Regions from separate parts of the Tachysurus vachellii genome. Here region 1 is linked to region 2. A link is a contact called in public Hi-C data. All regions are on one chromosome and are shown on one strand. Each heading gives the region's core, a stretch centred on a gene start, on an enhancer-like site or on the middle of the called end of the contact. The rest is flanking DNA. Distances are from core to core; before and after follow the strand shown. Region 1 holds the start of pigg (phosphatidylinositol glycan anchor biosynthesis class G). Region 2 holds the start of LOC132856167 (transmembrane protein 271-like).

Region 1 (3,652 bases), core at 399-2,898, 180 kb after region 2:
AAATCAGAGCTGTTTTGGCAGCAAAAGGAGGACCGACACAATATTAAGCGGATAGTTTTAATGTTATGGTCTATCGAAGTACAGTATATATTGTGTCTTTTTAAGTAAATAGGACAGATTATGGGGCTTTTTTTTATTTATTTTTTTTTACAAAGGTCACATGTAACCATGTCCATGTGAAGCAGCACCTGGATCATTTGCAAACCGATGTACTTGCAAAACATTCAAGTTAAACACAGGTTATTCCCAAGATACATTGAGCATTATGAGCATAAGATAACAGCATATTTTTAACCAAGCAGGGCAAATCGTAAAAAAATAATGGACTGCATTTGTTTTTAATTGTGTACTGTGAAGTATACTAGTTCTTTAGAATTGATCTAATCTTGCACGAATACATTTTATTTCACAGCTTACAAATCATAACGAAACAGCCAATGCCAGTTGTCACCATTTTGGAGGTGTCCAAGAAATTCTATATCATTCTCATCATACTCATCTTCAGTGGCTGCTGTGAGTTACCACACTCACTCATTCACACTTAGGGTATTAAGTCTGGGGATGCAGCAAAAGAAAAATCCCACAGGCGCAAGGAGAATCATGCACACCAGACAGACGGCATCTGCAACTCAGGATCAAACCCTGATCCCTCAAGCTCTGCCATGACATGCTGTCCACTACAGTTGTGCCAAGTATCAAAATACTATCTGTATCTGATCTAAAATCAGAGGAGTGATTTATGAGAACATAACGCATGATTACATCCACACCATTCAACACAAAGTATTATTAGCAAATCATCTGATGTAATGATGTGCTTTGAAAAACAGTTTCTACAAATTTCTACACAGCCACATGCACAGACTCACCTTGATTCTAGGCATGGTGACAGTCGGTGGTCTGGCTTTAGCGATGAAGCTATGAGATGATCCACTCTCCACTAGGTTCCTGGTGTAGGGCATGAACCTCTTCCCATTGGGCCCAAATACAAAGTCATCTCTTAAAGCATCTATTAACACAATGACTACTCTGTTGAATAATGGAGGAGGCACTTTGGTCGAATTTGGGCTACTTCCTGCAAAAGAAAGACAATATGCTGATGATATATATTACTGATCATCTCCAGAACATAAGAGCAAACGATGGTGACCAGGATCACACTATTGATATTGAAAGTGACATCTCAGTAATGAAGCGCTTTCTTACCTACTACTGGTTCTGCTGGCAGGTCTGATAATTTGCTCTTTGATGATAAAGACGACTTGATTGGAACTGGAAAAAAACCTCTCAAGAAAAGGACAATGCCGAGTAACTCAATAATGAGACAGAAGGCAGAGAACACTGATGAACTCAGCTTCATGGTGATAGATCGGGGTTGTTGTTTGTTATTGTTTGTTATTGTTATTATTAGCAGTAGCACTAGTAGCATACAGCATATGACTCCACTACATATCTGACCTTAATCCCCAACCAGTTAACCAAAAACAAAGTTCACGAGCATCACAATACTACACCTTGATTTTAAAGAGTCGATCAGTTGGCTGAGAAAACAGCAAACCGTATCTAGATTAGATCCGTTTCTAATATCCAACAGCACACTCTTAATCAATGGACTTTTAAACGAGGATGTATTTTGACACTTCCGTGTTTTGATTAAAGTCTCGCTACGGCAAGCGAGAAGTTCAAATCGCGTGACACACAAACATACACACAGAGACACGAGGAAAGCCAGAGGAGAGGCGAGACATCATGGGGCATGAATCTAGACTTTTCTGATTTGAAAGCTTTTTGTCCTGCTACTAAAACTAAGCAAAACAGTGTATATATTAACGTAACAAATAGAATCCCCTTAGTTTATTGTTAAATTCCAAATTAACAGGTTTGATTGCCCTTTGTTTACATGGGTTTCCTCTGGGTTTCCCAGTCATCCCCCAAAATCAAATTGCTCTGTTGTGTGAATGCATGTGTGAATGGTGCCCTGCAATGGACCAGTGTCCTCTCCAGGGTGAAATCTCCTGCCTTCAGGATCTGCCACAACCCTGACCAGGATTTCTGTTGTTTTGGACATGAAATAATCCATAATACAGTAGTTTTGGGAATATAAACTTTATTGAGCTGTTGTAAGAAATCGGAAATATCATGGAATTAATGTAATACAATATAATCGCATATCATTCATTTAGAAACTGCTTTTTGACCAAAATATATAGTATATCTTTCGCCATCATTTGCACTTATTCTTTACTTACTAAGTACGTAGGATTGTTTTTGTATGAAAGGATCTAAAAGGATTTAATCAATCTTTTATGTGTTTATGATGGTCCTCGTTTAGAGTTTTCACTATTTATTTATTTATTTATTTATTTAATTTAACATATATTTCCTTTCTATACTATGAATTCATGTGTGCTCAACAACAAACACTATATTTACAAGGTTACATGCTTTCTTATGGGCGGCCTACGTACAATGACGAAAGTTCTTTCTGATTGGACAGTCTTTGTTTTCGTCACGCTTTGAGAGATTCTTATTGGTCTATTTGGTCTCTATTGCTTTGATTGGTTACAGAAGGAGTTTCAAAAAATTCAGCGGCAGTTGTTGAAGCTGTGTGAATTACCGACATTATTCCCTTTTTCCCTTTTTTTATTGTTAGCTTTTTTATTAGGTTTTCTGCTGTAGTTTAACTCTTCGGGTCTAGGAATCATGTCGTTTTCAAGGGCTCCGTTGAAAAGATTTAATGAACACATTGGTAAGCATGATAACACAATCCGGTGCTGTGTTAGCTGAATAAAGCGCGTTTAAAATAACAATGATATCCAGATTAAATGTTAGTGAGATTATAAATACTAGTAAATTATGTTGAACGTGACGTCAGTGAAGCGAGCACGCGCATGTCAGACATTTCTGAGCTTTGTATTGATGCTAAATATAAAAACTAACGACTAAGCAGCTAGTTAACGTTGAACCAGAAATAAACAGACTATTATTTAATCTCCATCGACTACCATTAGCTACATAAACCTATTTTAAGTAATAGGACACGTTTAACTTTTGTTGTCCTAGCATAACAACTAGCCTAACGTCAACAATAGCTAGCTAGCTAGCGTAGAGTTTCTCGAGTTTGAAGTTGAGTTAAAAAAAAAACAAAACAAGAAAATACACCAGCTAATTAAATATTAGCTTCCTCATGGTAGACATTTATACCAAAAGTAAATGATTAGAATTCATTATTCACATAAGCTGCAATATCCTAAGTATGTTGTGTTTAATATAATTGTGTAAACAGCAAACCTGCAGGTTTTCCCACAGCATCCTTGGACATATCATATATCAGTATCATTTATTAGAGATGGATAAGTTACAGGTTATATTTGGGGTTGTTTTTTGTGATGAGTGTGTACTAAATTGCATCAGAGTGTAAAGTAGTGATTTGCAGTGTATATAAGTGTTCTTCATATTGTTTAGACTGCCTGGCTGTGTCCCAGACCTTCAGTCTTAGAGGACAGCTATGTTTAAACCTTAGTTGTGTGTTGACAGGTCACACACACTACAGTCCCTTCATGTAACCGCTTTCAGATATGCAGATAAAAAAAGATCTGTTCATTCTTCCTGTTATTTTCCAGGCTGTGCTCCTCCACCAGGTACATATGAG
Region 2 (3,587 bases), core at 480-2,979:
GAAAATAAGTCAGAAACTACCAAATTCAAAAGGTTTTTTTTTTTTTTTGGATAGTTTATAATTTTTGCATAGTGAGCCACTTAAGTGTGCTGTAAAAAACTCTAAATAGAGAAAATGCCCTTTTTAATTTTAGATCTCAACTGGATTAGTATCCCTGCTGTCCTTAATTTAGGTATGGACAATATGGCAAAATATATATTAATATATATACCTAAATTAAGTATTTAGTATTACGTATATATTAATTACTGAGGATACTCTCAGAAAAGTGGATTGTAAAGCAATTTATCATCTATTTAATTATGAAAGCACTTTGTACCTTTTGACTGTATGTGTTTATAGTTAGCTGAGATGATTGAATGAATATGATTCACTTCCATTTAGAACCAAGGGCCTAGTTTACACTGGTTTCCTGCTTCTTCTCTTGGGGGAAGAAAAACAGCTTGCAACTGTAATGATTGTGTTTACTCTGGAGTTTTCCAGTACCATTACACAAAAAGTAATTGTGCCAACAAACCAGACCTATACTATAATTACCCTAACGTGTGCTATCTTTTAAGTGTGTGTAAGACTGTAGTAGGAACACTTTTGTGAGTGGTGTACATTTGCTGCATGTTAAGAAGCCCGAACCTTAGAAAAGCCAGAGACATGCTGACACCTGCAGCTTGGCTTAATTGCTGTGATTAGCTCCCTCATGGGAATAATTGTTGGTTGCTATAGCTGAAATTAGAGCTTCTCTGTATAATTTAAACTGTTTTAATGAGAATGTATTGGGTTGGTAAATAAAAACAGTTAATCAAAAGGAATATAAACAATCTTGTACTTTGCAGAAAGATAAAGCTTTTCTCATTTCAATTTGAGACTTTGCATGCCATGCCATGTAGCTTTGTGCTTCCCGAACACACAAAGTAACACACACACACACACACACACACACACACACACACAGAGTAACTGAGTGAATTTGCTTTTTCAGAACGTTCTCGGATGTGCAAATACTGTTTACCCTCTGGCCTAAAGAACTTTTAAACTCTTATTTTTCCTTACATTTTGACATTTGGCACTGGATTATAAATATAAAACATTTAAGATTTTTTTTTTCTGTTATGCTAGATCAGTTTTTAACAGCTCTCCAATACTTAGTCTTGGAGAACTGTTAAAAACTGATCTTCCCAATAAAGGTTTTGCATGCAGAAGACTTTGGTTCATAAAATATCGTTGATCATTACAAAGTCACGTAGAACCACACGGCTTATATTTCAAAAGGATGTAGTTATCATATCACCAGAACAGAAGTAACATTAGCCACTCCCTAATTAGCCAATCTCAGCTCCGCCTGAAAAAACACTAGTGTTTCAGCACCATGGGCAGCTCTTGGAGCTTTTATTATGCATATTGCATGATATAGTCTTTATCTTTACTTGCCATCCTTGCATGTACGATCGTAGCAGAACTTTACATCACTTTCTTCATAATAGTCCAAATCACTGTTTCTGAACCATATTCCTGCTGAAAACATCATTTTACTTATAGCAGCTTACATCGGGAAAGCCATCTAAATATAATCTGTATCTGTATAGCCATCTGTAGCGAGATTCTGTTTGAGAATGGGGAAGCAGTGAAAGAAAGCATCACTACGTGTCGCATTCTCGAGTTTGCAGCCAGTCGGAGTGGAGCGAGTTCAAAGCTCAGACTGAAAGCTAGTCTCACTGATGTGCGCTTGCTCACGGCGGCGCGCGCTGGAGGGCTGTAAGAGCGGGAGGCAGAGTCTTTCCTCTCGGTCTTCACGACTAAGCCCTACGGAAGTGGATGGCGGGAGAAGGTCATGAAGGTAATCGCTACCTTTAAGCTGGATTTGGGCGGCTGTTACCGCAGAAGGAGCGCGCCCTGCCCATCAATTATTCATCCGTTGAGGAAGCGGTGGCAAACGGCGGCACGGCACGTGGCTCCGCACATCCTCCGTTCTGCAAGCAGCCATCGGCAAGTCATGTCCCATTGTGAGGGCACTTCAAGAAGAGCTGGAGAAGAGGACCAAGGAGGATGAAGGAGGGAGACGGGCCGGACGAGTCAGAGGAGGATTATAATGAAGTTGAGTGGCAAAGGAGCGTGCGCCGTCGTCTCCAGCAGCCTGCTATTCGCGTGCGCCGTGAGCGCAGCAGTGGTGGGGTTCGAGTGTCTCTCTCTGGGAGCCAAAGTAAAAGCGCACTTCCAACTGAGCGCGGCTGCTGGTGCGTTTTACTCGGGAATCCTGCTCGGACTTGGACAGTCACTGCTGGCCATTGCGTTGCTCTGCTGCAGGGGCAAAGCTGCGTGTCGCAATTTTTTCCTCTTTGGGCTTCTTGTGTTCCTGCTCGGCGTGCTCACTGCGTTCTCGGGCGCGGTGGTAGACGGAGACGCCGTGTCACTCGTGGAGCGGAAGTACTCGCGCTACTGCCTGGACACATTGGATGTACCTGCGGCGTGCGGGCGCCTCAAGGATTACCAGCGCGGCCTGGTGGCGTCCACCGTGCTTAACGCGCTCGAGTGCCTCATTGGGCTTGTAAACCTGGTGGTCATCAAGCGGTACCAGGCGGCTCAGGTTTACCGGAGGCGCAGAGCGCACAGGCGCAGCGCGCGCGAGGTCTTGCTTGTCGAGGAGCGCGAGCTCACAGTGGCCGCCAACTTTCGGTCGGTCTCCTATATCAGCTTAGCGGCGTGCGGCTCCCAGGCGCGCGAGGACGGTGCAGAGGCGCGGAAAAGCGGTCATCCGTCTATCGAACTACCGGGCTACGTGCCTTCCCAAAACGAGCTCCACCACGTGTACGGTTTCTCATATCCGCCAGCTAACGACTCACCGCCGGCCTACGAGGACATATTCCCCGGAGAAAGGAGGAACAAAGCGTTTGAGTGTTAAAACAGAGAGAAAGTTACAAAACCACATCTCTAATCTGCAGTGACAATCACTGGCCCCGGACATCAGACGCACACGCGTCCCTTTCTCGGCTAAATAATAAGCAGAATGTATTAACGCATTGCTCCCTTTGTCATAGGAAGTGGGCAAGTAAGTACATGCTACACTCAGTGAACTGCCTGTAGGAAAACTGAACTAAAATGGTAAGATATATATTCAGATTATAAATATAAAGGCCTGGTGACTTTTTAACACAGCACTTGTTTTGAATCTCTGATTGTACACAACATCTTATGCCCATGTACGTTGGTTGATGTCACTCCGTTGGTTTATTGTCATATTACCTCCGTTTGGCTCATGAATAAAAAAAAAAGGATATTCACCTTTCTATGCCGTAGATATTTCATGCAAGTCATCAAGTCAAAATAAGCACAACTCTTATATTTCAGGAATTAATCATGTAAAGATGGTAGCTTGTGCGCCTCTAAGGTTCTTTGGCCTACTTTGTCAACAGGTAATTATGCTAGCAGCAAACAGGTCTTTGAAATGCACCTGGGGTTCTTTTTTTATATCTAAACAGACTGGAGACACAAAACACGGTGAAAAACACCATGCAATTCTTTGATACAATTACAGCCTACATTATGGTTAATGAAAGCTGCAGCAGTTCTAAAATAGAATAATGTTATTATACACC

Evidence for each region. Hi-C and Micro-C count contacts between places; a contact is called where the count stands out from the background.
Region 1: a Hi-C map of blood shows a contact between it and region 2, with 2.3 times the contacts expected there. The contact joins the promoter of pigg here to the promoter of LOC132856167 in region 2. A contact is called at or near these places in 2 of 3 Hi-C or Micro-C datasets (blood and muscle).

The regions. Positions count from the first base shown.
Region 1 is chr13:11,082,978-11,086,629 of HZAU_Pvac_v1, forward strand. pigg (phosphatidylinositol glycan anchor biosynthesis class G) reads right to left here and starts at 1,649. Exons shown (of 13, transcript XM_060884711.1): 1 at 1,207-1,649; 2 at 870-1,075. The coding sequence starts at 1,429. hmmr (hyaluronan-mediated motility receptor (RHAMM)) reads left to right here and starts at 2,571. Exons shown (of 19, transcript XM_060884712.1): 1 at 2,571-2,749; 2 at 3,624-3,652. The coding sequence starts at 2,704.
Region 2 is chr13:10,907,690-10,911,276 of HZAU_Pvac_v1, forward strand. LOC132856167 (transmembrane protein 271-like) reads left to right here and starts at 1,730. Exons shown (of 1, transcript XM_060885626.1): 1 at 1,730-3,144. The coding sequence starts at 2,084. The coding sequence ends at 2,893.